3 separate regions of the Mus musculus genome follow, and all the other regions are linked to region 3. Evidence: chromatin contacts called from public Micro-C and promoter capture Hi-C data. All regions are on one chromosome and are shown on one strand. Each heading gives the region's core, a stretch centred on a gene start, on an enhancer-like site or on the middle of the called end of the contact. The rest is flanking DNA. Distances are from core to core; before and after follow the strand shown.

What was found. Promoter capture Hi-C pulls out the DNA fragments that hold promoters and counts their contacts. A called contact is a pair of places that touch in the nucleus more often than the background predicts.
Region 1: a contact with region 3 is called in a promoter capture Hi-C map of embryonic stem cells, with 4 times the contacts expected there. The contact joins the enhancer-like site here to the promoter of Map3k15 in region 3. A contact is called at or near these places in 4 of 39 promoter capture datasets (the 3T3-L1 cell line, the C10 cell line, embryonic stem cells and 1 more) and 1 of 9 other capture datasets (adipose tissue).
Region 2: a contact with region 3 is called in a Micro-C map of embryonic stem cells, with 5 times the contacts expected there. The contact joins the promoter of Adgrg2 here to the promoter of Map3k15 in region 3. A contact is called at or near these places in 3 of 39 promoter capture datasets (the SN4741 cell line and embryonic stem cells) and 1 of 484 Hi-C or Micro-C datasets (embryonic stem cells).

The regions. Positions count from the first base shown.
Region 1 is chrX:159,508,663-159,512,532 of GRCm38.p6, reverse strand. It overlaps Gm39546 (a long non-coding RNA gene), which reads left to right. Exons shown (of 3, transcript XR_878290.2): 2 at 3,672-3,812. Among named protein-coding and RNA genes, the nearest start is that of Gm39546, 6.0 kb to the left of the region's middle. Within about 2 kb of position 1,717, at least 79 of the 459 cell types and tissues checked have an H3K27ac peak or open chromatin away from gene starts, as enhancers often do. A contact at or near this core is called in embryonic stem cells and pre-B cells, where this site is marked.
Region 2 is chrX:160,388,693-160,392,252 of GRCm38.p6, reverse strand. Adgrg2 (adhesion G protein-coupled receptor G2) reads right to left here and starts at 1,563. Exons shown (of 28, transcript NM_178712.4): 1 at 1,504-1,563.
Region 3 is chrX:159,986,457-159,990,312 of GRCm38.p6, reverse strand. Map3k15 (mitogen-activated protein kinase kinase kinase 15) reads right to left here and starts at 2,109. Exons shown (of 29, transcript NM_001163085.4): 1 at 1,508-2,109. The coding sequence starts at 1,880.

The DNA.
Region 1 (3,870 bases), core at 468-2,967, 480 kb after region 3:
TGGAGTCTCTCTTCTCTGCATTCCCGGACTACTGTATCCACGATTCTCTGTAAATTCCTTTTCTGTTACCTTTCTTTTTTTTCATCTCCCTTTCATCCTCTTCCTTTCTCTTTCTCTTTCTCTTTCTCTTTCTCTTTCTCTTTCTCTTTCTCTTTCTCTCTCTGCTCCTTCTCCTCCTCTGTCTCCCTGTTACAGTAGACTTTCTCAGCAACCTGCACTAAATCCCTCAGTGATTTATCCTGCAGTTCCTCTAGCCTCTGAAGCCTTTTCCCGCTACCTCTACTAGCCTGGTCTATAAAAGCCATAGTCACAGTAGCTTTGTGCTTCTCACTGCTGGGGTCATAGGGTGTATATTGGAAGAATGCCTCCATGAGCTGCTCTAGAAAGGCTGAGAGTGACTCATCTGGTCCCTGCGTAACCTCATGTACCTTGGTCAAATTGGTGGGTCATTGTGTGGCCCCCTTGAGATCTGCCAACAAAGCCTGATGGTAGACCTTCAGGTGCCCCTTATCTTCTGCTGTATTAAAGTCCCAGCCAGGTCTAGTCAGGGGAAACCCACTGTTGATGACAGCCTGGTCAATCGATGGTGCCCCCGTGTCTGAAGGCCATTCTTTCTGGCTTCCTGTATTATCCTCTCTCACTCTTCGGTCGGTCGTGAGGATCACTCTCATGAGTTGTTGGATATCATCCCAGGTGGGCTGATAAATAAATAAAACAGTCTCAAAGAGATTAATCAGCCCCTTGGGGTTATCTAAAAGGAGGGGGATGTTGGGCCTTCCAGTTGTACAAGTTGGCAGAAGAGAGGTGCCAATATTGCATAGCCTGATTGCTCTTGTCTAGAGGTGGGAGAGCCACTGTGGTATCAGGGGAGGTAGTTCTCAGACTTTGGGTCCCCATAGCAGGACCAGTTGGGGGGGATCTCCTCCCACTCCTCCCTCTGGTAAATGGGGGTGCAATAGCACCCTTATGGACTGAGGATCCTGGGACTGGTTCTGGCACTGGTGGGGCCATGGGGGGCAAGGGTAGGGGAATATGGAGGAGAAAGGTCTTGGAGCAAAAGGTCCACTGTTGAAGGGTCTTGGAGGATCGACTTCTTCTCAGGTCCGGATCCCTCCTCCCGTGCTTCCTTTTCCCTGACAGCCAGAACCTGCCAGGTGGGTCTTAGGGAAAGACCCTTTTATCCATGGGGGTAAGGGGAGCCCTCCATGAGATTCTTCCAGGTAACTATATAGGGCACTTGGTCTGGATTCCTGAGGGATCCTGGCCTAAAGACTCTCTCCTCTACTGCTTTGATCACCTGCAAGTCCCTACGGGTGACCACCTTACTCCGAAGTTGGGCCATTCAGAGAAGCAGAGAGTAACTAACTTCTCCTACTACTGACAAGTTTTCTCCTCTTTCCCTAACTTCCCTCCAGTGGTTAACTAGGATGTTTAACCGGGTAGATTCAGTCTGTTTTATGTCCAAAAATAACGTCAGTCCAAGTCCAAGAACACAGAAAAAGACAATCAACACACAGACAGTTCGCCCCTGCCACAGGCACAGAAACCAGGTTATACAGACAGTTCTCGCCCCTGCCATGGGTGTAGAAACCAGGTTATAGCAAGACTTGGTCGGCTTCCACTAATGCTGTGTCTTGCTGCTTCCAAAAGGAGCAGAGTCATCCCAACTCCCTCCGGGGGTGGGGGTGGGGCCTGAAGCGTCCTCCAGATTCCCCAGGGTCAGAGGCACGTTTGCCTGCCGCCATTGACCGCAGCAGACCAGAGGCTTTCCAGCCAATACACTGTGCTTTCGAGCCAAAAGTGAAAGCAAAAGACAGAGAAACGGACACAGACAGACAAACGCTTATGAATAAGCGCCTGCTGTCGTGCTTGGTCTTTTTCCCTCCAATAAGTCTAGTGGGTGGTCACTAGGGGAGTCTCCTCGAATCCTGGATGAAGCTCCCAAATGTAAGACCTCCCCCCCAACCCTCGGTCAATGGTACTTACTTTGCGATGCCCCCTAGTGAGACACTGGGACACAGATCAATGCAAAAGCAAGAGGTTTATTTTCCAGGGTCAACCCTCAATCGGTCCCTTGAGGTGAGTGACAAGAAGGCGACCCTAAATGGCTATTACAAGCAGTTTTTACATCACAGAGACACAGGTTACGTCAGCAAGGTTAACTCTATCGGCTAGCAAGCATGGCCTGCATTGGAACTCTACTGGGACTTTCCCGAGGGTCCAGTGACATCAGTCAGTACATTCTGAGAATTTTTTACTCAAGAAGATTCCAGTGAGTGGAGAATGGAACTTGGCCTAGCCTTGACCGGAGGCAGGTGGGTGTAAGTCTGGCGAAAGCCCCTAGAGCCCTCCAAGAGTCTCCGTCTCCTCCCTAGCAATTGTTTATTTGGAGAGCACTGGTGACCGGCCTGGTATAGGCCTGGTATATCTTGCAGCTCTCAGCTTGGAAATTACAGTTTTTCTGGACTTGTGGTTTTTTTTTTTTTTTTTTTTTTTTTACATCCTGAGTATCATGAGTCCCCTCTTTCTCCTGCAAGGAGTTTTTCTGTTAGTATAAAAATGCTATGGGCTGGTGAGATGGCTCAGTGGGTAAGAGTACCCGACTGCTCTTCCAAAGGTCCGGAGTTCAAATCCCAGCAACCACATGGTGGCTCACAACCATCAGTAATGAGATCTGACGCCCTCTTCTGGTGTGTCTGAAGACAGCTACAGTGTACTTACATACAATAAATAAATAAATCTTTAAAAAAAAACGTTATACAAGTCGGGCAGTGGTGGCGCACACCTTTGATCCAAGCAGTTGGGAGGCAGAGACACGCAGATTTCTGAGTTCCAGGCCAGCCTGGTCTAAAGAGTGAGTTCCAGGACAGCCAGGGCTACACAGAGAAACCCTGTCTCAAAAAACGAAAAAAAAAAAAAGCTATACAACAGAATGTACATACATACATACTAACACATACATACGTGCACATATATACATCTTCCTCTAGAGAATAATGACTATTATATGCTTAAATCAGAAAAAAATTTAAAGGGCAATTAATTCATGCTTTGATATAGGCTTAGGCAAAGTACTCACCATCCATGTCATTTGTTGGAGAAAGAGAGAGATTCAGAGGAAAATTAATAGGTGGGTCTGACGTGTATTGCAGCTCCCCTTCTATGTGGCTTTTTTTGAAAAGGCTGTTAGGAATAAAAAATAAAGTAGGGCAGATAACTCCTTTGTCCCTTGAAAACACTGCTGGCCTAGATTTCCCCAGAGTTTGTGTGTGTGTTCTATTTTAGGTTGTATTGAGTGTGGTCGCAGTATTAACGTCAATGTTTAGATCACACATTGAAAGAGCCACATGTGTTTCCTGCTAATTGTTAATGACAGTTGATGGGTAATGCTGAGCTGGCCTTGACTTCTCCTTTTCTTCTGGCCCGTGATACAAACTTTTTTTTTGGGGGGGGGCATGGTCACTGTTCTTTCTTTTTGTTGTTTTATTTTTTTTATTTTTTTATTTGAGACAAGATTTCATGTAGGCCAAGGCTCACTTTCAACTATTGATCTTCGTATCTCTACTGTCCAATGCAGAGATGAGTTATGCACCACTTGGATAACCTTTACTTTATGCCTCTCTCTCTCTCTCTCTCTCTCTCTGTGTGTGTGTGTGTGTGTGTGTGTGTAGGATTACTGGGAGTCCCGTGTTTGCTCTGCTACAGGGCTCAGGCCGCTCAGGGAGGTGGGACACGGAAAGTTTGACTGCACTGACCCCAGCCACTGCCGTTTGCCGGGCAGGTGTTGGAAGCTTCGGAACACCGCTCCAGGGGTAAGAAGGACAGTCTAAGGTCCTTGGGACTGCAGGAGCTGGCTCGGAGTTCCGGGCC
Region 2 (3,560 bases), core at 314-2,813, 400 kb before region 3:
AAATTGAAGAAGATCTCAGAAGATAGAAAGATTCCCATGCTCACGGATTGGCACGGTTAATATAGTCAAAATGGCCATCTTGCCGAAAGCAAGAATAATGATGCTCTTAATGCAGCATTAATCATTAATATTAATAGCAAAAGCAACAAATTCTGTCATACCATGCATGACTAGGGTTCCATAAGCTTAAGATAGCCAAGAACTTCAGAATTATGAGAAAAACTGTAGAAGCTATCCTAATCCTTTATCCACCATCCTCACCAAGCCGAAGCCTAAGCAGATCAGACACAGTTCTGATACAAGACAGGATCGACTAGATAATTTGTGGAGCCCAGAACAAAACAAAACCAGATCCTTTTCTTTAAAAAAATAGGAAGAGTTATCACAGCATTACACCAAGTGCATGCAGGTAGCAAGCCGGTGAAGGCAGCTGGCTTTGTTATCAGAGCCTTTTGTGTTTGGAAAGTTGATAAGAAAAGCAAAAATATTTCACTATTAAACAAGTAGCAACTGGTTAATCTGTTTCAGCGTGAGTGTTGTGTGTCTGGGTTAGAGATGAGGTTGGGAAGTCTTCAGAGTTTCGTCTTGTCTCCTGACCTTCCATTTTTTCTTAAGCTTTTCAGCCGGTTGGACAAGAAGCAGTTCTGTAGAGCGGAGCAGTGTGGTCCATGAGGCAGCAGTACCATCTGAAAGCTTGGACAGAAATGCAGACTCTTGGGTCCCACCCCAGACCTACTGAATCAGAGCCTCATTTTAACAAGCTCCCCAAGGGATTCATACATCTGTGCCAGGCCAGACTAGAAGTGTTCTTGTAGAAGCAACCATGGGAGACTTCAGTGTCATGCTTCCTGTGTCTCATATGAGGCGAGTCAGCTCTTTCTTCCACTCACTTTGTACAGGGCTCCGGAATTTTGAAACCCAAGCTCAGGTGGAGACCGTACATCTCAAGACCGATTGCCCCTTTCAGAGGATTATCATTCCTTGGTTCTGGGATGCCAGTCTGGGATGCCTCCTTGCGCTGGGGGCCACCTGTTCTGGGCCCTGCATGTGGGTGCTGTGCCCATTCGACCCATGTGGGTCAAAGGCACATCTACACCTTTCAATTTTACTGGCCACAGGAGGTAAACCGAGTCCTAGGGAGTCGCGCATTAGCAAACCGCCCTCCAGAGTAAAGCTCTTGGTTCCTTTGCCCAGAACGGGGAGGAGGGTCTGAGATCATTTAGAACTTTGCCATTTACAGGTTGCCTTTCACGGATAACTTGGTTACTTTCCCACCGCACGCACTTTCCCACTTACGGAGCCCGGGATCCGCCGGGCTCCAAGCTTTGCCTCTGCCTTTCCAGACGGCCCAAGAGCTCCAGCTCAGAACCGCCAACCCAGGGAGCCACACCAGTCACCCTCCCAGCCATCGAGCCCGCCGGGCCCGTCGCCTGTCCTTGGCTCAGCGGCTTAGGTCTTAAGACCCCTAGGGTTTCAGATACCCTTTCTCGGCGCCACACTCACCTGCGGGTCCCGGTGACCGGTTGGCTGCTGGCGTCCTCGGGCCCTCCTTTTCCCCTTTCTGTCGGGCCGCGTCCCTCCTCCTCCCTCCCGCGGGCTGGGCGCCGCCCCCGCCGCTCCCGGACCACTTGCCCGCCTGCTCTGCAGCTGCCCGGCGTGGCGGGGCGAGCGCTCAGTGTGGCGGGGCTGGGCGTGGAGGTGGGGAGCGGGCGGGGCGCTGACACCGGGAAGCAGCCTCGTGGAGAGCTTCAGCCTAGACAGTGGGGAACCCCTAGGATGCTGGGCGGCTAGCAGGGCGCGATTCCCCACCCAGCCTCCACCCAGTGGCTCACCTTTAGGGGTCGCCTTGATCCCCCAAAGGCCTGGCCCAGGCTACTTTGAGCATCGCATGCTCCTGATAGGTGAAAACCCTCGCCCTTTGCCAGAATATTTCTGAAAGCAGAAACCAGACCTCCCCCCAGAGGACCAGAGTAAAATACCTGGTAAAGAACCATGCTGAGTGGTTTCTGAAAGAAACTATATAATTCACTAGGTAGTAAAAAACTAGGGGTCCTCATCGTTCCTCTGCCTGCTTGGGGGTGGGGGTGGGGGAACACTGGGGGCGGTGTGGCACTATAAGACCTTGCTTTGGCTTCCTATTCCCATGGTCAGCATCTCCACTTTCATAGACTATAAGCTAGGTCTGTAAAACTCAGATCACTTAAACAACTTTTCAAAGGCCCATTTAACAGACAGAATTCTGGAATAAGGTTTCCACAGTATTGACTCTCAGGTAGAGACCAGGAGAAAATATAAGCTGTCCGAATTTCCTTCCTGGTTCTTTCCAGTCAAGAAATGCCTATAGTTGCAAAGTGCTTTACAATATGAAAGCACAATTCTGATTTCTTATAACGTGCAGGGAAATAGAGCATTTTTTTTCTTTATGACCAAAATTGGATTTTGATTTGAATTCACAATCCTGGGGATCTGCTATTTATAAAGGGCAAATCTGAAGAGTAGGGTGACTGAGTCTGCTACATCAGCCCCATTGAACAAAGCTCAGGGTATACATTCTGCCTGGCAGGATGGGTTGTATTTGTTTTACAAACACCAAGTTATTAACACTCACAACAGTCTAGCTGGAGAAATGAATGGGCAGTGTTTTCAGACAGACTTTTGCCTGGATGGATTAAGGGAGAGTTGGTGGAGAAGAGGAAGCACATCCAGGTTACATAACAAGCCAGAAGTTGTGGCTGGAAGTGGGGAGTATATTTAAGAAACAGACTGCATGTCATTCCAAAGGGTTAAAATGGTTGTGTTTGTCTTATTATAAAACAGACTCCATAGCATATAGAGCCACAAGAATTCTTATACAAAGCTAGTTGGATGTAAATTGCTTTTAGCGCTTTAGAGCTCTGTCAGGATGTACTAAAGTGAGTACCACTATTGTATGACAAGCAATTCCCCCTTAGATTCAGCCTCAACAGAAATGAGTTGTATGTTTACCAAGAGAGATGAGTAAGGATATCACAGCACAGTATTTGTGTTACTTAGAACATGCCCAAATGCCCATTGGCCATAGAACAAACTGAGGGTCAGCCTGGTAGTATAACCCCAGATATCCTGGAAACTAGGGCAAGGGATAGTGAATTCAAGGCAAGGCCAGTATGGGCTACATAGTGAGTTCAAGGACAGTCTGGGCAACTTAGTGAGAGCCCCCTCCAAAGAAAAAGTAAAAAGAAGTCTGAAGATGTCACCTAGTGGTATTAATATTAGCACTTGCATAGTATGTGTGAGGGCCTAGATTCAATCCCTACCACTGAAAATTCAATGAAATGTGGTGGTGGTGGTGGTGGTGGTGGTGGTGGTGGTGGTGGTGGTAGTGCTGGTGTTGCTGGTGGTGGTGCTGGTGGTGGTATCACCACAAACTAGGATACCAGGCTGCCAATGAGAATGTATGGACCACTGCTGTGCAAGGCATGGGTGGAACTCATAAAGAACGGAAGTGAAGGAAGTCAAACAGCCATATATTTTGGTTCTGCTCACCACTGATATGTGCTGTCAGGAGTCAAGATAGTGGT
Region 3 (3,856 bases), core at 860-3,359:
TTTCAGATACTCTGTTCCAACTCCATTTGGGAGCAGACTGAATAGAAGCTGAGAAAACCGGAGTAGTTCTAGGTGAAGTGGGCTCCTGAATAATTTCTCTGAAAAGACGTGGTGCTCAAGAGCATACTCAGCATGGTCAGAAATGTCAAGAGAGTGTGCGCACTGGGGCCAGCTGCCACTTGTTTGAACAAGCCTGATGCCCCATCTCTTTCCAGATGGGGGTGGGTTTGGCCATTTGCTGTAGAAAATAAAACAAAACAAAACAAAAAACCCTTACACCCAGGGCTGCCTCCAATAAACAAGGAACTGAATTGATTGGCCTTTATGGGGTACGGGTTGGTAGAACTTACCAAACATGCAAAAGCACCGAGTTTTATTAACACAACTTAGACACCCAACCTGCTACAAGACAGCATACCATGAACACTTTGAAAACAACTCCCAAAGCTCATATGCTTTCAGGTTTAAGTTAGACACTGTTACTTCCACTTAACCAGTGGAAAAACTTAAGGCACAAACATTCCCTGGTCATTACTGTGTCACATACAATGCTGATGAATATCATCCAGGGTCCACAGATTTATCCCCAAAGGTTAAGTAAGAAAAGCAATGGAAGAAACTTGAAAACCGGATGGTTAGGTCACACTCAGCACAGCGAGCCTGCATCTAGCAATGGTTTACATTAAGAGATTAAAACATCACATAGCCGTAGATTACACAACACCATGCTTGTCAGGCAGTAACTTGCCACTCTCTGGTTGTAGGATGGACTCCCCTGTAAGAATTAAAACACTCTGAAGGCCTCACGTTGGGTGTCATTGGTCTAAAATAGATAGGATTTGTTTGTTTGTTTGAGGGAGAGTCTCACTTTGTAGCCTAGGCTGGCCCCAAACTCCATATGTCCCAGAGGCTGGCCTTGAATTTGCAATCCTCCCACCTCTGTTTCCTGGGATTAGATGAGTGATCTGTCTTAAGTTAATTAGTTTTAACAGCTATCCCAGATGACTATAATAACCAGCCTGCATTAGGGATATATGTCAGAAGAAAACAAACTGGAGGACGGACTCAACATCTTGTTGGTGGCGCTCAACCTTCCTAATGGTTTAATACAGTTTCTCTTGTTGTGGTGACCCCCCAAGCAGAAGGTTATTTCGTTGCTACTTTATAACTATAATTTTACTTGTTATGAATTACAAAGTAACTATCTGATAGGAGACCCCTGTGGGGGGAGAACCGCCATCTTAGGCGATAGTGTGTTTCTTGGGTTGTTGGCTATTATTAAAAGAAAAATAAATGATGAAATGGGTCTAAGTGCCTATGGTCACTCTTTATCTGTCCAAGGGCTCCTTCCTTGTTCTACACTGTCCAGGAGGTAAGAGATTGGTCCTGAGCATCACCGATGGCAGGATGGAGGGGGAACTGGAGGAGAGAGCCAGGGGGAGAGAGTGGAGGGGTGGCAGGGCTTGTGAGAAGGCCATGGGAAGCCAAGGGTGGCCCCAGCCCTCACCTGCATCGTAGAAGGCATCGAGCACGGCCGTCTCCCCGAAGTCGAGCTCCCCGAAGGGGACGGAGGTGAGGTGGGCGCCCTCGGCTTCGCAAGCCCGAAGCAGGCACTTGAGCGCCCCGGCCTCGGGGCCGCCGCCGGCGGCTGCCCCCTGCGAACTTTCGCTGCGCACGTAGACAGCCCGCAGAGCCCGGCGTGGCCCGCGCCCGCCCTCGGCCTCGCCGCCCGCCGCGTCCCCCGTGCTCTCGGGCTCCGCCAGCCCCGCCGCGCCCTCGGGCCCCGGGGGCAGCCTGCCCTGGGGCGGCTCGCCGGCTTCCTCCGGAGCCTCGGCAGGGACTGGCCCGCCGCCGCCGCCGCTGCCGCCGCCGCCCTCCATGTGACTGGCCCGCGGGGCTGGCGGCTTCGAAGCCCAGGTGCTCTTCCCCGAGACACCTGCTGCACAGGCGGATGACGGACGGGCGGACCGGAGGACGGACGGCGGCCGCAGGGAGCCGGAGCAGGGGGCGGGCGCAGAGGCCGGGGCGGGCAGGTGACCACGGGTTCTCCGGCGGCCGGCGGAGCGGAGCTCAGGGCCGGCTTGCCCCGAGCGCCCTTTGAAAGCCCGCGAGAAAGAGGCGGGGGCTCCGACGTCAGGACGGGCGGAGGGGGCGCTGCCGAGAGCCTCGGGGCAGCAACGCCAAGGGCGCCCCCTGCCGGCTCCCCCGCGCAGCGCCCCCAGCCCGGACGCCGGCCGAGGCGAGGATTGCAGGGCTCAGCTCGATTTGGCTCTCCTTGGGTCCTCCCCTCGTTCTTCCTTTGAACTACTGTTACAAACTCGTTTCCTTGGCTTCCTTCCTTTTTTCCTTCCTTCGTTCTTTCCTTCTTTCCTCCCTCCCTGACTTCCTCCCTTTCTTCCTTCCTTCCTTCATTCCTTCCTCCCTCCCTTTCTCTATCTTTCCTCCCCCTCTTTTTTTTTCTTTCATCATTTTTCCCCGCCCCCACGCCTGCCCACCAAACAAGTTGAAGCTTTCAACCACAGTAGACTTTCAAGGCACTAATTGGATATTGATAATCAGTTCCAAACTAAGTGCACATGCAGCTTTAACTCTACATCAGGAGGATGAGCAATGCCTCATTTGGCACTCGCCACTGTCCAGGACATAACCTCCCTGAGCCCTGTCTTGCAGCCTTATTTGTCTTGACTTTGGTAGTGACCTTGACAAGGTATGGGGAGGGTGCTGGCAAGCCAACATTTGTTTGCCTGGGAAATACACTCCCGTAAAAGTGCGCTGCCTACCTGACCTCTGAAATACTAAGGCTCCAAAGAGGTCTCCACTGCATCTCTGCAGCTCACCATTTTAGTCTCCAGCATTACATTATATTTAAACAATAAAATGCACTACAAGTTGTCATGTGGTGGTGGAGTTGTCTTTTTAACAGCTGCTTCTAGGTATAATTTACAAACCACCTAGAACAAAATGGCTGGCTGGATCTTTAGTGTAGTCCCAGTTCTGTGTCCATCACGACAACTTTTAGAATGCCTGAACACTCCACTACCCACCCCACCTGCACCCCCACTACCTTTTAGAAATCACTTTTTATTCCGTCCTCTGAAATAACCAGCCCTTAGCAAACCATCAGCCCTGGCTCTCTATTTGCCTTGTCTGTACATTTCCTATACTGGATGGAATCAAAGTGTGAAAATGGGTTTTCATTTGCTTTGTATTCAGTGCTAAGAGGAGAATGTCTGGGTTGCATGAAGGATATGTTTAACCTTTGAAGAAATTCACTGCTTTCCAAAGTGGTTGCATCATTTCGCATTCCCATGGAAGTGTAGAAGTGTTCCATTTCCTCTATAACCCCAGCAACACTTGTGACTGTCTCTTTCTTCATTACAGCTCCTAGTGGGTACTAGAACTCATTCTGATTTCGAGTTGCAATTCCCTGTTGGCTAAAGGTGATCAGCATCTTGTTCTACACTCCTGTCTCATTCATGTAACTTCTTTGGAATATTATCTATCTAGGCCATTTGCCAACTTTTTAATTGTTTTGTTTTGTCCATGCAAGTGCATGCACGCATTCGTGTGGAGGCCAGAAGACTCTGGGTGGTATATGGCAGGCGCCATCCACACCATCCAATTTGGCTTTGAGACAGGTTCTCTCTCTGGCCGGGAACTCACCAAGTAGGCTGGTCTGACTGCCCAAAGAGCCTGCCTGGCTCCACCTCACCAGTGCTATGGCTCAACCCCCCCCCCCCCCAAATAAAAAGATAGTGAAAATATCCATGGAAATGCTACAAGAAATCCTTCCCTAGTTCCAGCCTTAGTAGAAATCAGGAACATTATGAGTGGTGGCATTGTGTCTCTGAGGAAA